Linked DNA regions of Mus musculus: region 2 is linked to region 1. A link is a contact called in public Hi-C data. All regions are on one chromosome and are shown on one strand. The core of a region is the stretch at or near the end of the contact, and the rest is flanking DNA. Distances in the headings are between cores, read along the strand shown.

The links. A called contact is a pair of places that touch in the nucleus more often than the background predicts.
Region 2: a Hi-C map of rod photoreceptor shows a contact between it and region 1, with 8 times the contacts expected there. The contact joins the promoter of Sem1 here to the promoter of Vps50 in region 1. A contact is called at or near these places in 2 of 484 Hi-C or Micro-C datasets (muscle stem cells and rod photoreceptor).

Annotation. Positions count from the first base shown.
Region 1 is chr6:3,495,226-3,501,798 of GRCm38.p6, reverse strand. It overlaps Vps50 (VPS50 EARP/GARPII complex subunit), which reads right to left and starts at 3,406. Exons shown (of 28, transcript NM_024260.5): 1 at 3,244-3,406. The coding sequence starts at 3,276. It also overlaps a transcript of Hepacam2 not described here.
Region 2 is chr6:6,576,081-6,582,653 of GRCm38.p6, reverse strand. It overlaps Sem1 (SEM1, 26S proteasome complex subunit), which reads left to right and starts at 3,996. Exons shown (of 3, transcript NM_009169.2): 1 at 3,996-4,175. The coding sequence starts at 4,100.

The DNA of each region.
Region 1 (6,573 bases), core at 2,157-4,656:
TCATGTCAGAGAAGTGAATGCAGGGAAAACATACAAATAAAAATTAAATAAATTTATATAATATAAACTACAAAAACAAGAAAAATTTTAAGGAGAGGGAGAAAGAGAAAGGGAAAAGAGGAAGGGATGGAAGGAGAGAGATAGGAAGGGAGAGTGGGCTGTTCCCAGGTCCCCATGGCTCCTGGGCTGCTCAGTCCCAAAGCTGACTCTCACTCAAGTCCTACCTGACGGATCTACAGCATATTTTAAATCCTTGCTTTTCTTATGCTTTCTTCTTTATCCGTATTCATTCAGTAAGTATTTATTAAGCATCAGGCTGCTACAGACTTCATACGTCACTGACAGATCCTTCATAGTCTGCTCTGCAAAATCCATCTCTTAATATTAAATGGAAAGAGCAGTTTGGACTTTTCATATATCTACTGCCATTCCACTTCACTTCAGCCAATGCTGTCTGCCAGTCTATCTGTGTTTGGCTGCAATAGACTTGTAATTCCTGAAGGTTTATCTATGCCTCAGATTCCTGCCCATAAACTCGGACCCATTTGTCAAAGTCTCTACTTAAATATCTAAGCAGCCTTCATATAAAACCGTCTAAAACCCTCTTCCCTGAAATCACTGCTCCTCCAGGGTTCTCCATATCACAAAGTGATAAATCTATTCTTCTAACTACAGGAGCTAAACCAAATTGGGCCACCCTTGACTCTTTACACAACACAGGAGGGAATTTACATCAGGTCCACAATGGCGCAGCCTCCGTGCATGTCCACCACTAGCATCCTGGTGAAGGCCCATTCTCTCTACCACCGGGATCACTGCAGCAGTCTCTGGAGTCTCTATTCTTTTTTTCTCCCTTCTTAAGTATATTACTAAAACGGGCCAAAATGGCCACTCAGAACAAAAGTCAAGGCATGCTCTGACCTGTAAAGTTCAGTGTCACCTGCTTCCTGCCTACGTCCTAACATCATCTCCTAAGGCCATTTCCTTTATTCCCTGTAGTCTGCCTACAGTGGACCGTAATAGTTCCTGAATTTGTTCTTCTGCTGTTATCCACTAATCCAGTTCACCCACTCACTTCTCTCAGGCCTTTGTATTATTTTTGCACTGAAGCTTTCTAGGACCAGCCCATATCTACAGATATAATTGAACTTAAATTACCAAGCCTTCCAGGCCTCCTTATTTCCTTCTCCTCAAACATTTCCCTGAAACATTTCCCTCACCAAGTCTTCCTTAGCACTCACTGTCTATTCTATTCATTGTTGCCTCTCCCAAATCTGCTGGAATAGTGCCTGGCCCACAACACTCAATTCAGTTTGACAAAACTGAATGAACAGAAGCCAGCATAGTGAGGAACGATGAGTCACAGGTCTCATCTACATAAGGCCAGCTAACTAAGGGCACCCATCCCTGTGAACGTTCTGCAAAGAACAATCAAAATGGTGAGCAATCGAGCCACAGAGACAGAGAGACAGAGAGAGAGAGAGAGAGAGAGAGAGAGAGAACCCAAATAAAATTAAATTTTCATAAATCAGAATTTCATCTCTTTAATATACATCAACAGCACAATAATAATATATGTATAAATTGAGCTTTAAACATATATAATTAGGGCCACACATTTGCATAAACCTGTTAACTTTACATTACTATTATTTATACAGTAGTTTCTTGTATACGTTCTAAAGATTTTTTTTCTCCAACTAACTACAGATATAACCTACTATAATTCAGTAAACTGTGTGAGGCTTAAGAATTCACACTTTCTGCAGAGTCAGCATTACATTTACAAACATTATGGATATATTATCACCAGTTCTCTGGAATTCTTTGGAATTTAAGGAGAGCACCAACCTTAGGAAGAAAAAACCCAAATGCAGCAGCCCAAGGTATTTATAAGCTGTATGGCAGACAATGGACTATGCTGCTTAACAGGCAAGACCAAGGAGACAGAACGCAAAACCAGAATGTAGTCATCCAAATCTGAGGGGCTCCTGAGTGTCTGCTCCCTCTCCTCTCACCTCAGGATGGAGCAGCCTCCAAACCTATTCTCAAGTAAGAAGCAGCAAGACGCACAGCGCCAGTGTCCAACAACGTGAAAGGCTGCTAAGTGCCTCTGCCCCCTGCTTGTTTGTTTTATTATTCATAGAAAATTTTTTCCTAGTTTCTCGACTCAAATCAAGAAAAAGAAAAGCATTATGCAAGGATCACGTACGTACTGTCTATAAGAAATTACAAGTGTCTGTCCCACTACTGCTGACACTTTGAATCCTCAAGCAGGACAAGAAGTCTTCTGTTCTCTTGTTAAGAAAAAGAAATTATAAGTGAAGCTTTAAAGAAAGGACTCTACCAACATTTCTAAGCCACAATGATTTTAAAACTCATCTAAATTGCACTTCTTTCTTATTAAAACAAAGAAAAATTCTAATTATGTTTCAGTAGCTAAAAATGCTACAGTCAAAACAAAGGTTTCTGAAATAAAATGATCAATAAATACCTAAAAAAAACATACATTTCTTCAACTCCTCGAAGGAAGTTGAGACACAGTATTAGGAAGCTCTAACATATGTGAGACAAGATATAGTACCAGTCTTATTCCTGAATTATCATTCTGAAAAAAAAAATTCTTTGTCAGAATTTTATTTTTTAAGTAGCAATACACAAAGAATGCTGACATATACTAGCTTACTGGTGACTTACAATGCGATACTTTGAGATGGGAGGGGGATAGAAAAGGAATTGTCATTCCCATGTTTAAATCCAAAAACACAGCTACAAGTTTGGAGAGTTACTGCCAATCCACAACACTACCAATGTTGGCTACAAACAGCCCTTTGCCTTCACCCTTGCTCTTTCGAGTTTTCTCTACTGCACAGACCCCACCTCACTTTCCAGGGCACCTACTGGCAAACGACCACCAGTGAGGACGAGGGGGACGCTGCAAAGCAGCTAAGGCTGTCCTGGAAAGGAAACTAAAGCAAAGGAGAAGGTACAAAGACAGCCCAGCTCCCTGATTGGCTTTGTCTAAACGAAATGTTTGTAGGAAGACACTTCTTTCAAGGAGTCGAGGTCGGATCTAGGAGGCTCAGTTGAGATTTCCAGTGTACTACTTAGCTGCCCAACACCCCTGAGCCCCGCCACCCACTATAACTTAAGCCTACGCCCGCCGCCACCAAGGAACTGGGCGTCTCGGCGCCTCTCACAGCCGGGAGCGGGAAGCTCTTTAGTTCAGAAAACAGAACTCACCTGCCGGGTCATGAGAGATTTGATTTTTTGCATGTCGAAGTCGAGAGACAATTACCCTGCCTCGGAGAAGTAACAAATCACATAATCCCACCAGACAGCCGGCTACAACACAGGGAAGCCATAGTGAGTCGTCACGTGGAGCTGCCCGCCTGGGTCAGCCTTCCTTTCCCCGAGCATGACGGGAAATGTAGTTTTCCGGCTGCAATCAAAGGAGGAGGCCAACTTCAGTACTACATTTCCCAAGAAGCAGTCGCTTCAATGAACTGGGACTCCTTCTGTTCCAGAGCCACTACCTGGACTTGGAAGAGCGTTGGGCGAGGCGAATACCTATGACTTAGGTAGTCTGGCCACTGAACTAAACAACTCTGAAGCGTCTGTAGATAGTCCACTTTGACAAGATGCCCTCTAGGAGTGCAAGAGAAAGCACACCTGGGCTAGAGAGGCGAGGAAAGAGACTGATTGACCTCCATAAAGAGCACTTGGAAAGGTGACTTAAGACAAGGAATTTCCCAGTGGCTCTGGGTGTGCCCTGAGGAAAGTGGGAGGCAGGACCCCTAAGATACTGATGGCCAGCCGTAGGTTCTTCTTCATTCTTGGCATTTCCTGAAAACGCTCTAGAAAAATCAAAGGATTTCGTCTACCCCACCTATCATTTTTCTACCTGCTTTAGCAAAGGCAAGTCGAGGCAGATGTCAGTAAGTATGAGGGCACTTGTCACTTTAAAGCCCTGATCTTGTTATTAGTAGTATAAAGGAGAAAGTAACGGGGTAACTTTGCTGTGGGGGGCAGCAAACCCAGAGCTAATAACAATAGGTAACAATGAAAACTTACGAATTGGGAGAAATTTTGTTAATGGCTTCATGTGTATGACCTTATGCATTTATCTACATGAGCATCTTTTCCTTGTTTTGTTTTGTTTTTGTACTACAATTTTTCATACAATATGTTCTGATCAGGTCTCCCCTCCCCCAACTCATCCTAGATCTGCCCCTACCGCCACACTTGCTTCCACGCACCTTCTTTCTTTCTCCCTCTAGAAAACAAAACATGCAAACAAACAAACAAAAAGATTGAAAAGGAAAGAAAGAAAAACACAAGAAACACACCCGCAAGCTCGTATGCATGAACATCTTCTGGAGTTACCATCATCTTCATGTTAAAAAATGGTGAAACAGGCATGGAGAAGTTAAGATACTTACCTAAGATTGTTAGACGTATAAACTGATGACTTAAATGCTTAAAGGTTCCCGGTATTATGCTGAGGAGTGACTCCTAAATCAGGACACCAGTGCCTTTTAACTACATTAGTTTAACGTATTATAAAAACTAATAACTAATGTTTTTATTATAAAAGCAAAGCATAAACTTGACTGTATGGAGGGTTGGACACTAGCTCAGAAATCGCCTATGCAGTTGCCTCCTCTAGTGGCTGGCTTTTCCTGCAGATGCACTTCTCTTTGGGAGCAATGTAATTACAAAGTTAGTTCACCTTAGATACAACCATTCATGTAATCTTGAGGATTTCCCCCAATTGATTCTCCTAGTGTAAATAATTCTACAGATATGAAGGGGTCTGTATTAAAGATTACAGCTGCTTGAAATGCTTGTAGTAGATGCTTGCTCACTGTGTACAACAAAACCAGCCCAATAATGTAAATGAACAGTAAACCATGTGTGATTGGCAAGACCAGAAAGCAGTCCTGCCCTCATCACCCACACACTTTCAGTGACTCCTTATATTAATGTAATCGTTATGCACAGAAATGGTTTTAGTGCATTCATTTTAATGCAAATATAACTAAGGTGAGTAAACAGTCGAGGATATGGGACCTTTTTTTTTTTATTACAGAAGCAGATGGTAGATTATCAACTGTGCTATGAAATACTGTGTTAAGACAACCCAACCCCACCTCCCAACCCCAGAGGAGATCTCATTATATAGCTCAGGCTGGCTTCAAGCTCAGAGATCTCCCTGCCACTGCCTCCAAGTGATGCCATATTTCTGGGAGAATTTTCCTTTTCTTAGAAAACTCTTTGGAACTATTTTAGGAATTCTGTCATTTTGGGAGCTCTTGAAGTTAAATTTGCCTGTATGATTTCAATGTTCAACTCCTGATTCACCAGTACTGTCACAAACAGTTATATTTACCAGCAAACCACTAGAGGGCGCATGGTTAATGTGAACAGTTCTTGTACAAACCACACATATAATGCAAAAATTTGAATGTATATAATAACAGGGAAAAGAGCACAAAAATGGATCGTTCTTGTATCTAAGTCCTTATTAAAATACCTACTATTTCTTTCTGTCACAAAAGTTGGCATTTTAATATAAAATGTGGAAAATACTGGAATATTCGTAAGTCCTTTAAATGCTATATATTTGATACTAGGGGCACCCCTCCATACTGTCTTCGTTTCCCACATCTTACCAAGGATCCTGGAACTCTCATAATAAGCCATTTTTAGTTTAAGGACAATATGAAGAATGATCTTATTTGATCAATATGAAGAATGATCTAAATGGAGTGAAGGAGCTTGTGGGGTATCTATTTAAATCCTATGGGTTTTTTTTTTTCCAATTGGATGTTGTGCAGTCTGTTATGAAAATTTGTGTGAAATTCTTAAGGAATGGCTAAGGAGCAGACAACATAGACTAAAGAGCACAGGGGTTTATTTCTGGGGAAACATGTTAAGAAAAATGAGAATTATGCTTGGATGTCAATGACTAAGATTGTTCGCTGTAGTCAAGGATCTGAGAAGGAAAGTATATATCTAAGTAAATACATTGAAGTGAATATGTATGTGTGCAGAATTTAGAGGGTGTGGAGAAACTTGTAGTCATTGCCTGGGCTTGAGGATGCCCTTGACATATTTCTGAGGTGTGAAGCATTATAAAGCAACTGAACTGTATAAAGAACTCAGGTTTCCCAACAGTAGTGTCTTTGCCTTTAGACACATCTTCAACAAGTTGGGAACATTGACATCAAGAGTATTTCCAAAGTTGTTCTCCAGAATAACAATTGTTCTTTTTTTAATTTTTAAATAATATTTGAATAACAGTCTTCTTTGAAGCAGTTAAAATGAAAAACCATGCCTTCCTTCACTCCCACACTCTAATCACTGAATTTCTTCAGTGAGACTATCCTGTTAAAAATTACTTATATTGAGAATTCTACTAGCTTCAGGTCAAATGTTTCTAGATATGTTCCATTCCATGCAGAAAGTGTGGACCAAAGCCTTCTTACAAACAATAGCTCTCTTGGAACTTACTGAATTAAGCAAAGTTCTCAGCCCACCTACTTCATGGCACTGAAAAGAGCTAGAAGA
Region 2 (6,573 bases), core at 2,747-5,246, 3.1 Mb before region 1:
AACAAATGACTTTTCCAAAGAAGACATAAAAATAGGCAACATGAAAAGTGTCTCACCATTACTGATCAACAAGAAAACAACAACAAAAACAACAACAAAAAGGACAATTAAATAATACGTCATGCCTTTTAGAATTAGCCAAAAGCACAGACAGCAAATGCTCATGAAGATGTGAAGTAATGAGAGCTTTGTACAGTATGGTGTGAGTGAGAAAGGAAACAGCACACGTGGAAAACATGGTGGATGCTCCTCGGAAAAATTAAAGCTAGAACTACAGGTGACCCTACTGTCGACCTTCCTCCTGACTACATATGCAAAGGAATCACGAGGAGGAGCCGGATGAGTTAGCTGGAATCTCACGTTTACTGTGGCATAATTCATAAGAGTCATGATATAGAAATAACCTCAATATGTGTCAGTGGATGAATTTTAGAATATGGTATACAACAGAATTTGATCTTAAGAAAAAGGAAATTCTGCCTTATCTGTGTAATGCATTATCTACACTCTCTACAAGGGCATGTTCCCACGACTAACTTCCTGTACGAGATTCCAAGTTTTCATCACCTCACCACAGTGACATAGGCTGTTGAGAAAAATCTCACCACAGTGACACAGCCTGTTGAGTATGGGTCCCTAGAGACCTTGAAGATCTGAAACATGAAATGGTGTATCATTAAAAGGTGATCATAGAAACAGGAAATACAGTGGTGGGTCCCAGAGTCAAGGGTACTAGTGTGTTGCAAGCAGACCTGGGATACCTGAAGCTGAGTCTAAACCCTACTTGGGATTTTTTTATTTTATTATTATTTATTGTAAGAAGACAGCTTAAGATCTAATCTCTTAAATTCTTTGCATTTTAGCCAGAAGGTAGGTGACACACCCCTTTAATCCCCTCACTTGGGAAGCAGAGGCAGGTGAATCTAAGAGTTCAAGGCCAGCCTGGCGTACAATGTGAGTTCCAGGACAACCATGGTTATGCAGAGAAACCATGTCTTGAAAAAACAAAAACAAAACAAAAAAAAAAAACAAACAAAACAAAACAGCATTTTAGAGAGGGTATTTGAAACCTTAATTTTAAAAACATTAATTCTTTGAAAATTTTATTATATAATGAGTAATTTCTAGAAATTTGCTGTATAACAGAACATCAAGAATGTTGGACATGGTGGCTCATACCTTTAATTCCAGCACTTAGGAGGCAAGGCAGGTGGAGGTCTGTGACTTGCAGCACAGTCTGGTCTACATGTTGAGTTCCAAGCCAGGAAGGGTTACAACTATGTCTTACTAAAGACCCCTCTAAAAACAAACACCTTCCTCTCTTAAGAGAGCTGCCTGTGCTTTCAAATGCCATTACTGGTTTATCGATTTAAAAAAAAAAAGTTCAGCCATAAAACTAAGATGCCCCTGGTGACAAGATGTGGAGAAATCCACTTAGTGTGGAGACGAAGCTCCCTTCCTGCTGGCTGCTTTCATGAGACGGGAAGGTGTTATGTAAGATGTTGGGTGGAAGATGTCAGGTGGCAGTCTTACCTAGCTGTAAATGCTGTGAGATTCAGTAATGAACAGTGCGGTAAGGTATGCCCCCGGGTACAAGAGTGCCACCAATGGCATGGAGGTAACCAATTTATTTCTGATGCGATTGAAGCCTGCTCACAGAAGAAAACATATCCCGGACATTGCCAATCTAGCCAAGAACCCCAAGCTGGGACAGACAGTCCCTGGTCAAAGAAACAGGTTAAAGTGTCAGCAGAATGCTCATCCACAAGTGGGACGTCTATGTCACACCTCCTCCCCAAGGTTCAAAAACTATCATAGAAGAAGTGGACAAATTGTAAGAGCCGAAGGTCACAGAGGACTAGAGCTAAACAGTGCCTTCTGAACATGACAGGACTGCTGTACTTATTGATCTCAAAATAGCTGTTTGCCTGCACAAGAACCAGTCCGTCGGGTAGGCATCAGCTGGAAGGGGAAGCACTTCAAACTGAGAAACTATGGGCAGCTAATGGTTCCTGGGGCAAAGAGAGTCAGTTTTCTTTGAAGGTTTCGCTTCTACATAATCAACAATGGATGGCCCTACATCCAGGCGGATTCAGACAGTGCAAACTGAAGGTGAGGAGTTGTTAAAATGAAAAGGACGACACAAAATTGGGGAGTGAGGTAGAATCGTTCTTTGAGGAGTCAGGAAAAGGACTTGGAATTGACCAAATGATCAAAATACATTGTATGACATACTTACTGTTAATAAAAGTTTTTTTTTTTAATTTATGATGTAACCCCCCTCCCCCCAATATAAAACACTTTATAGGGATCTCATGTTGTCTTGTTGCCATAATAGGAATAAAATCCCAGTAGAGCTAGCTTCAAGTATCCAGAGTGCACTTGACTAGGGAAGAGTCCCTATTTCTTAAGACATTCCGGTTTTACTTCAGGGTGAGTTAATCTTAAAGATCTAGAAAGAATAAATATTTGACCAGGAAACTAATCATAGTGTAATGATTAGTTTTAATTGTTAATTTGGCACATGAAATCATCTGGGAAGAATGTCTCAATGAGAGGTAACCACTATTGGGTTATTCTATGGTCATATCTATCACTCACTGTCTTGATTACATTAATTGGAATGGAAAGGCCTGCCCACTATGGGCTAGCCATTCCCTAGGCAAGGGATCCTGGACTGTGTAAGCTTAGAGACAGCGATGCACCCAAATAGCAAGCACACATTTATTCTCTGCTCTTGACTGTGGATGTGAGAGCGGCTTCAAGTTTCTTCCTTGACATTCCTGCAGTGATGGAGTACAACTTAGAATTATAAGCCAAATGAGCTTTTCTCCCCTGAGCTGCTTTTTTGCCGGGGTATTTTATCATAGCAATGGAAATGGAATTAGGAAAGAGTGTTTGTATAAAATAAAGTATTTTTTACAAAATATGTTCCACTTTCTACTTTCTGATATATCTTTTTAAAAAAACATACAATATTCATATTTATATCCATAAATTGTTCAAACATTTTTCCCATGTTTTTTTAAAAATTCTCTGGCACGGGGTAGTGAGCCATTGGGGATATATTTCTAGCCCTCTGTTTACTTTTAATTTAGGGACACAGTTTCACTAAGTTGTCCAGCCTGATTTTACACTCATTGTATCCAAGGATGCCTTCTGCCCCAACTTCCTCAGTAGTAGGGCTTATAGACCTTCTTCAATTTTTATATATCAAATAGAGTTATTCTTGCACCTGTAACTATGTGTGTTATATGTATAGCCTTAAGTGTGGTGCTGAAAATAAATAAATTATACTAAAGAGAAATTAAGTACCTCATATAAGAGCCCTTTAGATGCAATAGAACACAGATTTATTAGCCTGGCAAATACGTGTTACTGTGTGGTTAGACACTAACTTTTCTCCTATCTTTCATTGTCTTGTTCTTTTCCATGGGTCACAATTAAAACAAAGAAAGCAAAACCAAATCATATCTTTTGAACAACAGTACAACGTTACATCATTTTTTTTTTTTTTTACTTGTTTATTTTTTACATCAACCTGTCAACTAGTTAGAACAGAAACCCTACGGAACACAATTGTAAGGTCAAGGAGCACAGCACAAAGGAAAGGTTGGAGGACAGTCAGAATTGTCTAGCATATGAGTGCCTCTGGCTGCCTTTGGTCCCGGGTTCCCTGTGATGTGGAGATATTTAACAGCATGCTCAAGGCTAGGTTTGAGTAGTGGAATAATGTAATAAGCTCTTAACTTATGTTACTTTATCTTTCCAGATTTCTGTTAGTGATTGTAAGCTAAATAATGGCCTTTAGTAATTTAATACACTGTAAATCTTTCACACGTAGGCAACTATATGAATAATAAAACGAACGAACACACTATAAAACAAAACAGTTCACTGTTTCAAGACGGGAGGACCTACTACAACCGCAGGACGCTCTGGGAGGACCTTCGCTGTCCCAGCATTCCTCGCGCTGCCCCGCAGCTCTTTCCCTCTCGTCTCTATGGTTGCGCCGGCGTTGTCAGGATCGGCGCCTCCGGAGTACTGAGGCTTCCGACTTTGCGGCCGGTCCGAGCAGCTTGGGTCTTGGCGCGGCGCGATGTCCGAAAAGAAGCAGCCGGTCGACTTGGGTCTCTTGGAAGAGGACGACGAGTTCGAGGAGTTTCCCGCGGAAGGTAACCGCCAGGCCGCGCGCTGGGCCTGGGGCCTCCGGTGGGGCGGCGCCGGGCCTGCTCTCTGCGGGAATGAGCTGGGCCCAGCAGCGCGGATCCGGGCGCGGCCTCCGGGGGCCCCGGCCTCGGCCTCCGCGTCCCGGTAGCCGTCGCTTCATGGCGCGGCCCAGTGTTTTGCGCCTCGTCGCTGGGAGGAACCAGGTGAAGCTGGGCCCACGGTGCTGCGAGCTTGTGGCCCTTTAACTTCAACCCGGGACTCTCCGCATCTGCACAGTCTCTTGTTTTGCTTCGGTTTCCAAGCCTCCCCTTGGTAGTAAACTTCAGAGTCCCACTGTTGCCCAGGGCAGCCAGTGCTGTGTACCTCTCGGATAGCGCGAATGAGCCCCGAGAAGTGGGATGATAGAGTCGTTCGTGTGTGTTGTATTCATTACAGATTTTGCCTCAATTTCTGCTTCTCTCCATTTACGGTCACGTGAATTAACCCAAGCTTTATAAAAGTCTTAACCATCTGCCTTCGAAACTAACTTCAATGCTAGGGATGCTTTAGTTTTCTCATTGTAGGTAATAACATAGCTAATGTTGGAAGAGCCTGCTATGATCTTGGGAACGTGAGTGCTTCGCTTCTATTGGCACAATCCATTTCCACAAATATAGGAAGTAGGTATTAATGTACTTACTATTATTCACGTAAGGAAACAGAAGTTTGGAACAATGGAGAAACAGGCCCAGTGTCAACACTGTCCGGAAATGGTGAAACTGAGACGCCTTAATTTACACCAAAGTCCTTAACTTCAGCAGTTATCTTCTGTTTGCTAGGCCTCTTTTTGCCATATTAGTTTTTCAAATTGATTACTTTATTGGCTAATTGTTTTGAGTAGATTTCCCAAATATTTTACCTTGTTTCTAAAAAGTGAGTTAGACTGTGTCTCCATGAAGACCATAGGAAGAGAATTGTGGTTAGTCATGTGCACATACGTGGCATCAAGCAATTATCACTTGACAAAAATTGTACTTAGTTACCCCACCATGATCTCAATGCGCATAAAATCACATCACAGGAACGTTTAGTCTAAGTATAATGTAGTGTTTTAGTTTTAGTGAAAGAGAACATTAGTGTGTATATTATGCAACCTCATAAACCAATTCAGAAGATATATTTCCTCTGAGTTAGGAGTCTATAATATATGATGGGATAGTTTACCTTTTGTTTTGGTAATAAATTTATTTGTTCAGTCTGATGTTTTGTTTTCAGGTTCATTAATAATCCTGTAACAGAGCTTTGTGGTAGAATTGGCTAAGTGAGGGCAGGTTAGATTTCTTATTCCAACTACTTGTTTCAGATGGTCCTTATCCCTTATTACATACAAGCTGCACGGTTAAGACACTTGCTTTGCATTGTAGAGTCAAGCATCTAATCTTGAAGCAATAGAGTTCACGTGTTAAAAAATAAAGATAAATTCTTGCCATTAAGTCTCTAACTCAGAATCTAAAAGGTCTTTCTGACCAGTGCACCCACCCAGACTTTAACCCTCACCTTTAGTGCAAGTCTCTATTTAAAATAACTAGATAGCTGAGAACCTAGGAAAGAATTTAGAGGTAACTGTCAGCTTGATGATGTACTAGATGTTTTTCAGCACCTTTTGTCAACTTTAGTGTACTGTCTGTCCTTTAGAGCCTGTATTTTGAGCAGTAGTCTGTTGAGTGTGTTGACAGTTGTATTATGTTTAAACATCTCATCGATGTTAAGGAAAAGCAAAGAGTCTAAAGACAAAAGAACGCACAAAAGATTTAGTGTAAGGACGGTGTCATTTAATGATCTTCCAAATTTGTTGTCTTGGTTAGAGTGTATAGAGTCTAGTTCCTTGGGGAATCTTTATATTTAGAATGAGAAGTAACATTTTAAATGATTTGTTATGCATGTGTGTTTCTTCCTTAGTTAACAGATACATAGCCTTAATTCATATTAGGAAGATTTTTGCTGTATATAAAGATTAATTCACTGGGTAAAATTAGTGAATATTTACAAATTAAAATCTTTGATTAAAAACTAAATGAAAGAAATAAAATCTGAAAAAGAAAAAAAACCCAGAAGACCTTTTTTGTTTTAGAGTAAACATGTTCTTTCCTATTTTTTGGTGTTGTTCTGATACAGATTCTCTGTTGCTGTTGACATGTGGTTCATGGACCACCAGTCTTGGCATTTGCATTATTTGGGAAGATGTTAGAAACACCTCTTAGAATTTGAATCCTTCAGTATTTGAGTTGTCTTTTAAGTTTTTTTATACCCAGATTTACTTTCAAGTGCTTTCCCTTCGGAAAACTCACTTTTTCTTATGATTGCTTTTTACGAAAAATTGGCAAACTCACTAATAGAGTAAATGAATCATTTTCTTGTTAGACC